Linked DNA regions of Mus musculus: region 2 is linked to region 1. Evidence: chromatin contacts called from public HiChIP or PLAC-seq data. All regions are on one chromosome and are shown on one strand. Each heading gives the region's core, a stretch centred on a gene start, on an enhancer-like site or on the middle of the called end of the contact. The rest is flanking DNA. Distances are from core to core; before and after follow the strand shown. Region 1 overlaps Emilin2 (elastin microfibril interfacer 2). Region 2 overlaps 4930471L23Rik (RIKEN cDNA 4930471L23 gene).

The links. HiChIP or PLAC-seq counts read pairs in DNA pulled down with a chosen protein or histone mark.
Region 2: an H3K27ac HiChIP or PLAC-seq map of the HPC-7 cell line shows a contact between it and region 1, with 8 times the contacts expected there. The contact joins two enhancer-like sites. A contact is called at or near these places in 6 of 39 promoter capture datasets (3T3-L1-derived adipocytes, HPC-7-derived erythroid cells, the SN4741 cell line and 3 more), 11 of 484 Hi-C or Micro-C datasets (3T3-L1-derived adipocytes, the 63-12 cell line, the C10 cell line and 8 more), 7 of 115 datasets of contacts at active chromatin or transcription factors (DN3 thymocytes, the HPC-7 cell line, bone marrow-derived dendritic cells and 4 more) and 3 of 9 other capture datasets (adipose tissue, liver and pancreatic islet).

Annotation. Positions count from the first base shown.
Region 1 is chr17:71,254,178-71,258,969 of GRCm38.p6, forward strand. Emilin2 (elastin microfibril interfacer 2) reads right to left here. Exons shown (of 8, transcript NM_145158.4): 5 at 2,147-2,515; 6 at 1,803-1,835; 7 at 942-1,070. Among named protein-coding and RNA genes, the nearest start is that of Emilin2, 54 kb to the right of the region's middle. Within about 2 kb of position 3,109, at least 106 of the 459 cell types and tissues checked have an H3K27ac peak or open chromatin away from gene starts, as enhancers often do. A contact at or near this core is called in the HPC-7 cell line and bone marrow-derived macrophages, where this site is marked.
Region 2 is chr17:71,335,639-71,340,046 of GRCm38.p6, forward strand. It overlaps 4930471L23Rik (RIKEN cDNA 4930471L23 gene), which reads left to right. Exons shown (of 3, transcript NR_045460.1): 3 at 3,838-4,108. It also overlaps the pseudogene Gm4566. Among named protein-coding and RNA genes, the nearest start is that of 4930471L23Rik, 22 kb to the left of the region's middle. Within about 2 kb of position 2,408, at least 13 of the 459 cell types and tissues checked have an H3K27ac peak or open chromatin away from gene starts, as enhancers often do. A contact at or near this core is called in the HPC-7 cell line and bone marrow-derived macrophages, where this site is marked.

The sequences.
Region 1 (4,792 bases), core at 1,859-4,358:
CCAAAGGGAAAGAGTCCCCTCACTCCCAGTCAAAACCCCCAACTCTGGCCCAAACCCTTGAAGCATAGATTAGAAAGGTTGTTTGGAGCAAAGCTTGGCAGCCTGGGATACCTGGCTGCTTTCTTGGAGGTCTGCCAGTGACTTTATCAGAACCAGCGTGACTTAGCCAGAGGGGAACCAGGCTTGGAGTTGTAGAAGGAATGGCTAAAGATTACCAAGAAGATGGCCAGAACCCTCACCCTCCCTGCGAAGGCCATGCCTATATGAGAGCAATGGCTGCTAAAGGCAAGGAGGGGGGAAAAGGCTCGAACCCCACCATGAGCCTCAGAGGGTTGCCACATAGTCCAGACAGAGAATTACCCTTTAAGGGGTAGGAAAAACTCGTGTGTGACTATCAGGAGATGGTCTGGGGACAGGTGAGACACCACAAGCCAGAGGAAGGGCAAGATGGCTGTGCTGTCGGAGCTCCTAGCAGCTCCTTCCACAGTCTCCAGGGTTCCCTAGAATAGGCATGGGTGCTACAGGCACCTTCCAAAGTCCACTGTTTAATTCTGTCTCGGTATGTGAGGCCCCACACACTAACTAGCCTCAGTCCCTTCTGGAGAGAACACAGCCCCCCCCCCTTTTTTGGCTCATCATAAAAACAAGATTCTGAAGGGAGTCCCTGCCTCTGAACATTCATAGAGAAAGCATGCTTGATGGCCGCTAGGGGGCGGATGGAGGAGAGGGGGCTGGGGTGTGACGGGTCATAGCTGGCAAAAAAAAAAAAAAATAATAATAACCATTAAGAATTGAGCGGCAGTTCCAAAAGTATAGTGAGGCCATGTGCTGCCCTCCCACGCTGCAGCCCAAGAATTAGAGGTCTGGTGGCAATCCACTGCCCAGCTTAGGTTCTCCCCAGCCTCCGTGGAGCCAGACAGAATTCCACTGTAGATACTCACCAGTGTTGGGGTTGTATACATCCCCATCGTTCACCAGCACCTTATTGAAGAGAACAACGCCTCCATCGCTGGGAAAAGGCTTCTGGGTAAGACCGGCTGAAAAGGACACCAGAGTGGGCAGCGGCACCCCTAGGGCAGAGAGAAGCCAGAGCATGTGGACCTGCCTATCTTCTGAAAGTCCAGAGACTCCCCTTGGCAGACCAAGGGCTAGTACAGAGAAACTGGACAAATGTGTGAGACACACAAACTGCATACGAAAGCCTCAAAGGGATTGTCTGCGTAGTGTGCCTGCACGCACATGTGCGAGTGCGTGTGTGTGTGTGTGTGTGTGTGTGTGTGTGTGTGTGAGAGAGAGAGAGAGAGAGACAGAGACAGAGAGACAGAGAGAGAGAGAGAGAGAGAGAATGAGAATGGAAGGTGAGGTTGCTGTGCACTGAGAGAGAGAGAGAGAGAGAGAGAGAGAGAGAGAGAGAGAGAGAGAGAGGAGAGAGAGAGAATGAGAATGGAAGGTGAGGCTGCTGTGTGCTGCCTAACTGCATCCATCAGGAGCTGATGCTGGGCCCATAGAGAATCATCTAGGGAGCTGCTGGCTTGTAAGCCAGTAAAACTCATCAGGACCACACAGGGTACAGCCCACCCAGCCTCCCCTTGGGAAACATGAACAGAGACCATGTAGGAGGGAGAATTCCTGCCTCTGAGTCTCTCTAGGGGTTCAGTCCACAGAGACCAAGACCAGGGTGTCTGCTAGGTGTGGAAGGGCCTAGGCTCCAGGCTGTCTACCCATGTCAGCAGCCCCAAGGGAGGAGACAGGAAATGCAGGGCTGAGACCACCAAGGAGAGCAGGGATCCGCATAGACATACCTGGGGTGGTTACAGGAGGTGACTTGGGGTAGCCTGAAAACAAAGAGAGTGGAATGTCAAGTCCTGCACAGATATTTTCCAGACCTCTTTCTCCCTTCCGGGATGGCTGTAGTCCCCAATTCTGGCTATGTCAACCTCACTATTCTCACCCTTCCCTGGGTTTTGTGCTCCTGATACCCACATGTCAAATAAGCAAAAAAGAGGCTCCTCTGAACTCTCGTGCCCTTCGGAAGCTACCTTCCTGAACTTTGTCCCCCAAAGGTGGAACTCCGGACCCACAGAACACACCAACGGGCAAGGCTAGAACAGTCTGCCATCATGTGTCATCTGCAGGGCAGACTTACCTGGTGCCCCTGCATAGCCTTCCGAGCTATGAATGGGCCCCTGCCCCATCTGGCCATCCACTCCCCGAGGCAGGCCCCTTCCGGACACGCCCATCCTGCCTGGAGGCCCCGCCTCTCCAGTCTCCATGATGACGCCACTAGAGCCAGGCAAGAAGGGCAACCCCGTGCGACCAGGCCAGGCAGGCAAAGGTGGTGGCTGCAGGGGCCTCTGGGGCAATACTGGCTGCTGGCCTGTCTGTGGTGGTCCTGCAGGGTCTTCTGGCAGTGGGGTCAGCCGGGGTGGTTCAGTGGGGGCCTCCTCTGAAGGTCTGGTGGATTCTAGGGGAGTCTTCCCAGACGGTCCCTCGGTTGCTTCTGAGGGTTCCTCTGCTAGAAGTGAGAAAGAAAACAATGTTCAAATGTCTCCAGGTCCCCTGTGTAAGGCTTCCATGACCTTTGATCAGTGTCACTTGGTCGACTACAAATGGCTGTGCCTGTGTAGCTGAGGCGCTCTCTCCAATGGGACATAAACAGTACTAGAGCCTGGGACAGTTTGCCTGGCATCTTCTGAAGGAACTCCAGCCAAGCTGCCACTGACTACCCACGGAGAGCTGGGAAGACAGCAGGGGCCACCTCGAGGTAGATGGCAACACTCCAAAACAGTGCGATTCAGGCTCCAATACACGTGTCCTTTCAACGCATACTCTTGTCATGGATGAGTCACATTACCACGAGGCTAATGCCACCACTACTACAACCTCTAAAGCAAGCTAGCCTCAGCGTCAGGCCACTGGCCTCACCGCTGGCTTGTGAAGAAGGGCTGTCATGAAGACCCCTTGACTTCCCCATCAGGTGTCAGGAACCTTGGTTGCCCCTACAAAGACCCCAAAGAAACACCACACTTTCAGATCACCAGTGGAGCAATCTCCTGTTTCGGGTGTTTCTGCCTGTCTGAGGTGGCCACCACAGTGACTCAGCCAAGAGCTGCCACCCTTTCCTTCCTCTGAATACATTCCTGGAACTAGCATTCTAAAGACCCCTTGCTACGTGCTCACAAGACATCTGAAAACATACTGCTCGCGAATGCAGAGAGCACCTTCCTCTTTCATTAGTCTGGTGCCTCATATGTCCCAGGACATAGAGCTGGACCATGTGAGGCTCCATCAGCCACTGCATTTTGGCCCACTGTCTAGAGTTGCTTTAAAGTTCTATAAAATATATATTGTACATGAAATACGTGCCCTCCTTCCACCCAAGAGCCGATGATCAAAACGTCCTCCCGAAAAGTTATTTCTCAGCCGTTTTCTGATCAATTTTCAGAATAGGCTCCACAGAAAATAATTCCAGTAGTCTCCATGTCAGTTCTCCTAAGGGAAACATCTGGATGACCCCGATGTGGGTGCAGGCAGTAAGCAGATGTGATGGAATGAGCAAGGCAGGAGGGTCACAGGTTCTAGGCCAGCCTGTGCCTGCATTCCACAGAAACAAGGGATGAAGCCATGAAAACAGAGTTGAGGGTCTTTCACAGGACAAAGGTTAAAGGTTATCCTGGAATGTGGGGAAGACAGAGATGGAAAGCCCTGTGCCTGCAGGCACGTCCAGAGAAAGACCAGCCCAGGGCTACCAGGAAGCAAGGAAGTTCCAGAAGAAAATGTGCTAATATTTTAAACACAGAACTGAAAAGAACTTGGATATATTTTATAATATAGAAAATTATGTTGAGGGGCTGTTGGCAGTTGATGGCACAGTTTCCTCACATATGAAATCTATTTCCATTTTTTCCTATATGTGATGTGCATGGATGCATCCTCTGTATGTGGTACCTTTGTGTAAACAAAGTAGAAGCTGGAGGTTAATATTGAACCAGCCTCAGTGGCTCCCCATTCCTCGCGGGGGCAGGTTCTCTCGATCAAACTTTGTGCACACTGATAGAGCTCGTCTTGCTAGCCAGCTTGCTCTGGGGATAGATATCCTGTCTCTACCATCTGAGGCTAGAATTACAGGCATTTATAAGAGTTCTGGGTCTTCACTAGTCTTTGCCCATACTTGGCACTTCTGAGCCTTTTCCTCAACCCCTTGTGAATATGGACTTTTTTTTTTCCCCTGAAAGGTCATAAGCCAATTGTGGTGGTGCCTGCCTTTAACTCCAGCACTCAAGAGGGAGAGGCAGGAGGACCTCTGTGAGTTCAAGGCCTGCCTGGTGAACAGTCAGGTTTAGGCAACATGGTGAGACCCTATCTCAAAAACAGAAACAGGATGTGAAATCAGGAGGGGAGAGACTTTTCTGGGAAATGGGTAAGATGGGAGAGAGAAGAAATGAAGGAGGTGGGTTTCTTAAAGGCACAGAGCATTTTGGAAGATGGCTCCATGGGTAATGTGTTTTGCCAAGCAAGCATGAGAACCTGAGCCCTACCCCTAGTGCCTCCGTGAAAAGCCAGTTACGCAGGCACTCACTTGATACGTGTGTGCATTCATGTGGACAAACACTCATATACCTAAAATAAAAATCTTAGGGCTGGAATGATGGTTCGGCGTTGCAAACACTGGCTACTCTGGAAGACCCAAGTGCAATTCCAACATGCACATGACAGCTCACAACTCTGAGTCCCAGGGATTTGATACCTTCTGTCACCTTCAGGCACCGTGTGTGTGTGTGTGTGTGTGTGT
Region 2 (4,408 bases), core at 1,158-3,657, 81 kb after region 1:
TTGGAAAAGAGAAGAAGAAGAAAAAGAAGAAAAAGAAGGGCTGGAGAGATGGCTCAGTGGTTAAGAGCACCTACTGCTCTTCTGAAGGTCCTGAGTTCAAATCCCAGCAACCACATGGTGGCTAACAACCATCCGTAATGAGATCTGATGCCCTCTTCTGGTGCGTCTGAAGACAGCTACAGTGTACTTAGATATAATAATAAATAAATCTTAAAACACACACACACACACATACACGAATCCAGTCATAAAACAATTATTTCCTGTGGCCGATCATCTTTACACTGATCACCAGTGAAACGCAAAGCAATGCCTGCACCTCTCCTGCTGTCAGTACTGAGACACGATGAGCCCACTCACCAGGTTAAAGGTCGCACACACTGTTAAAAGAAGAAGAAGAAGAAGAAGAAGAAGAAGAAGAAGAAGAAGAAGGAGAAGAGGAGGAGGAGGAGGAAGAGGAGGGGGAGGAGGAGGAAGAGGAGGGGGGGAAGGGGAGGGGAGGAGTGGGAGGAGGGGGGGAAGAGGAGGAGGGCTGGGTAGTGGTGGCACACCTTTAATCCCAATACTTGTGAGGCAGAGGCAGACAGATTTCTGAATTCAAGGCTAGCCTGGTCAACAGAGAAAGTTCCAGGACAGCCAGGGCTACACAGAGAAACTCTGTTTTGAAAAACCAAACCAAACCAAACCAATTTAAAAAAAAAAAACATAAAAAGAAGAAGATAAAGGAGGAGGAGGAGAAGGAGGAGGAGGAATAGGGGAGGAGGGGAGGGGGGAGGAGGAGAAGGAGTCGGCAGGGCACTTCTTAGCAAGAGCCACCTGGGAGTTGTCAGTGATGACAAATCAAAGCCACCTACATTTTACGCTGTTCCTAAACACATATGCAGCCGTGGTCCGTCTTGGAGAACAGACTCGTTATGACTGACCTCACTAGGTTAATGGCGGCTTATTCCTGTCGGTCTCATGCTCAGCAAGCTGAAGCAGGAGCTCTCTGGGTTTGAGGCTGTGGCCAGCTGTGGCCAGCTGTGGCCAGCTGTGGCCAGCTGTGGCCAGCTGTGGCCAGCTGTGGTGGAGCAGCCTTGAATCCTCCTCGAATCCCAGCAGAAGCTGGCCTGGTCTACAAATCAAGTTCCAGGCCATCCAGAGCTACACACACACACACACACACACACACACACACACACACACACACACAGAGAGAGAGAGACAGAGACAGAGACAGAGGCAGAGAGACAGACAGAGACAGAGAGACAGAGGGAGAGACAGAGAGACAGAGAGACTGAAAGAGACACAGAGAAAGACAGAGACAAACAGAGAAAGTACAATTTAATAGGAAATCTTTACCACTGTTCTCAATAGGGTGGTATCCCCCAACTCGTCCTCTAGTCCCCAGAGGTGAGAAGACAGAAAATGTATTCTTAGGCCAGTGGTAGTGCACACCTTTAATTCTAGCATTTAGGAAGCAGAGGTTCAAGGCCAACCTGTTCTACAGAGCAAGTTCCAGACCACCAGAGCTACACGGAGAAACCTTGTTTGGAGGAAAAGAAATAAAAGGAGAAGAAAAAGAAAATGTATTCTCTCCTTACTTAATTTTTTTCTTGGTAAATAATGTTAACTTTCCAAAAACGGAGTACAAATTTAAAAGGAAAACTGTCAAGGCTCACTCCTCTCAGCTCAAGTGCAGCCATTTTGTATGTAGTCTCCATTTTGCCCCTGAGGCGAAATCAAGTTCACGTTCTCAGACTGCTTCCCAGGAGCAGTTATTTGTCGAAACGAATGAGCACATGCCTTTAGTCCTACAACTCTGGAGGTGGGGCAGGAAGAGCTCCAAGATGAGTTAGCCTGGTCTACATATTGGGACCCAGGGTCCTAGTTTGGGTTTTGTTGCTGTGACAAAAACCACTAGGGGAGAAAGGGATTTAATTTGATTAAGCTAGGGCAGGAAGCTAGAGGCAGGCACTGAAGCAGAGAACACTGAGGAGAGAAAGCCTCTCCCAGCTTACTCGGCTACCTTTCTTATCCGGGCCAGCACCATCTGCCCCACACCACCCCGAGGGTGGGACGCACTGCCCACAATGCGCCGGACCCTACAGACATAGGTCTGTCTGATGGAGGAAATTGCTCAATTGCAGTTCCTTCTTTGGGTGCAGTCATTCAAACACCACTTATCTAGTCTCCTTACTTACTAAGAAAGCTGTGAGTCTCTCTTACACACTCAACTGGGAAGACACTGGACCGCTAACAAAACGACTTCTATATATGTGAATTCATGGGAGCGTGTGTGAACTGCCTTATAATGAGAGGCTAAAGGTGGGTCAAATGCAGATGGCGAGGGCAGTCTGTACTCATCCTGCAAGAGTATACGCAGGCATAAACACCTACAACTCAAGGTTGAAATCTTCACAACACTGCTTGATATTAATGTTCAGGAAAACCACAGTCAGACCACATGAGTTACCTTTGGCAAAGGGCTCAGGAAGGCCAGTTACAGAACAAAGCTATTAACTCCCTAGGCTATAGGGTCCTTCAGAGGTTGCTACAGTCCCTTAGGGAAGACCACTCCTAACACTTAGACATGGTGGCATACACCTATCATTTCAGCACTAGGGGCCCAGGCAGGATGATCACAAGTCTGAGGTCAGCCTGGTCTACAGGATCCATTTTAGTGCAGCCAAGACTGCACACACACACACACACACACACACACACACACACTTTTGGGTAATGTAGTTTAGTAGTTTAATGGCAAGGCACAAGCATGTGAGAGACTCTAGCTAGGTGCAATCCTCAACATGGAAAAAAAAAAAAAGCAAGTTTTTCTAACTAACAAGCTAATTTTATACAATTTACAGATAGCATATATGAATAAAAATGCTATAGATTTCTTTAAAAAATATTTATTTGGGGGCCAGGCATGGCAGCACACACCTTTAATCCCAGCACTTGGGAGGCAGAGGCAGGAGAATCTCTGTAAGGTCAAGGTTAGCCTGGTCTACAGAGTTCTTGAATATAAGAGGCAGCCGCTGGAGCCCCCACACCCTTCCTGGTGGGCATGTGAACGGGAGCCTCCACACTGTCAAGCGAACCTGGTACAAGGAGGTTCTAGGACAGCCAGGGATACAGAGAGGAAACCCTGTGGTTTTTTTAAAAACAAAAACAAAAAAAAAACCAAGACAAAATTTATTTGGGGGCTGTAGAGATGACTCAGCAATTAAGAGCACTAGCTGCTCTTCCAGAGAATGCAGGTTCGATTCCCAGCACCCACATGGCAGTTCACAACCACCTGTAACTTCAGTTCCTGGGGATCCAACACCCTCCACAGGCAGTGTGCGCACACGGTAACAGATAGACAGGTAGGCAAAACCCCACAGACATAAAATTTAATTTTTTTTTTTACTTAGGTATGTGTGTTGTATGTATGTATGTATGTATGCATGTATACATGCGCTCACATGTGTGGGTGCTGAGGAGGCCAGAGAGATCGTTGCTTCCCCTGGAGCTGGAGTTACAGGTGCTTATGAAAGGCTCAGTGGGATTGCATCTCCAACCACTGAACCATTTGCTCAGCCCCATGAATTCACTTTGTCTGTTACAGTTTTGAGGAAAACAGCCTCCCTCCCTCCCTCCTTGTGCTAGGCCTTCAGTCTTACCTGGCCTCTCTTCCCCAGATAACCCTCTAATTTTGCTTCTGCGGTGGCGCCATGTTTTGCACAGCTGTGTCTGATCATCACAGCGGTCTGCTGGGATCACTGTGCATAGCTCCCTCCCACATCCAGGAATGAGGTTTTTGTGAACATTCATATTGCGGAACATAATGAAGTTATGGTTTGTTTCTCCTAGGGACATCCCTGGGATTGGAACTGATGGATCAAGAGGTAACTCCAGGTTCGCTTGACAGTGTGGAGGCTCCCGTTCACACGCCCACCAGGAAGGATGTGGGGGCTCCAGCGGCTGCCTCTTATATTCAAGTCACCCAGGTGGACTTGTAGTCTATCTTTTTATGATTTTAATGAGGGTTTCCCTCATGAGTAATCAAAGTCACACATCATTTTGGGTACACAGGAAATGAGTTTATCTCCTGTGGAGGAATGTCTAATCTTTGTCCATTCTTAAAAAAAAAAAAAAAGTAAATGTTTTGTTTAAGACAGGGTTTCTCTGTGTAGCCATTACTGACCTAAAATTCACTTTGTAGACAAGGCTGGCCTCAAACTCAGAGATCCTCTTGCCTCTGTCTACCAAGTGCTGGGATTAAAGGTGTGCACCACTGCCTGGCTCCATTCTTTTCTTTCTTTCTTCTCTTTCTTTCTTCCTTCCTTTCAGATTTATTCATTTTATGTATGTGAGTACACCACTGCTCTCTTCAGACACACTAGAAGAGGACATCAGATCTCATTACAGATGGTTGTGAGCC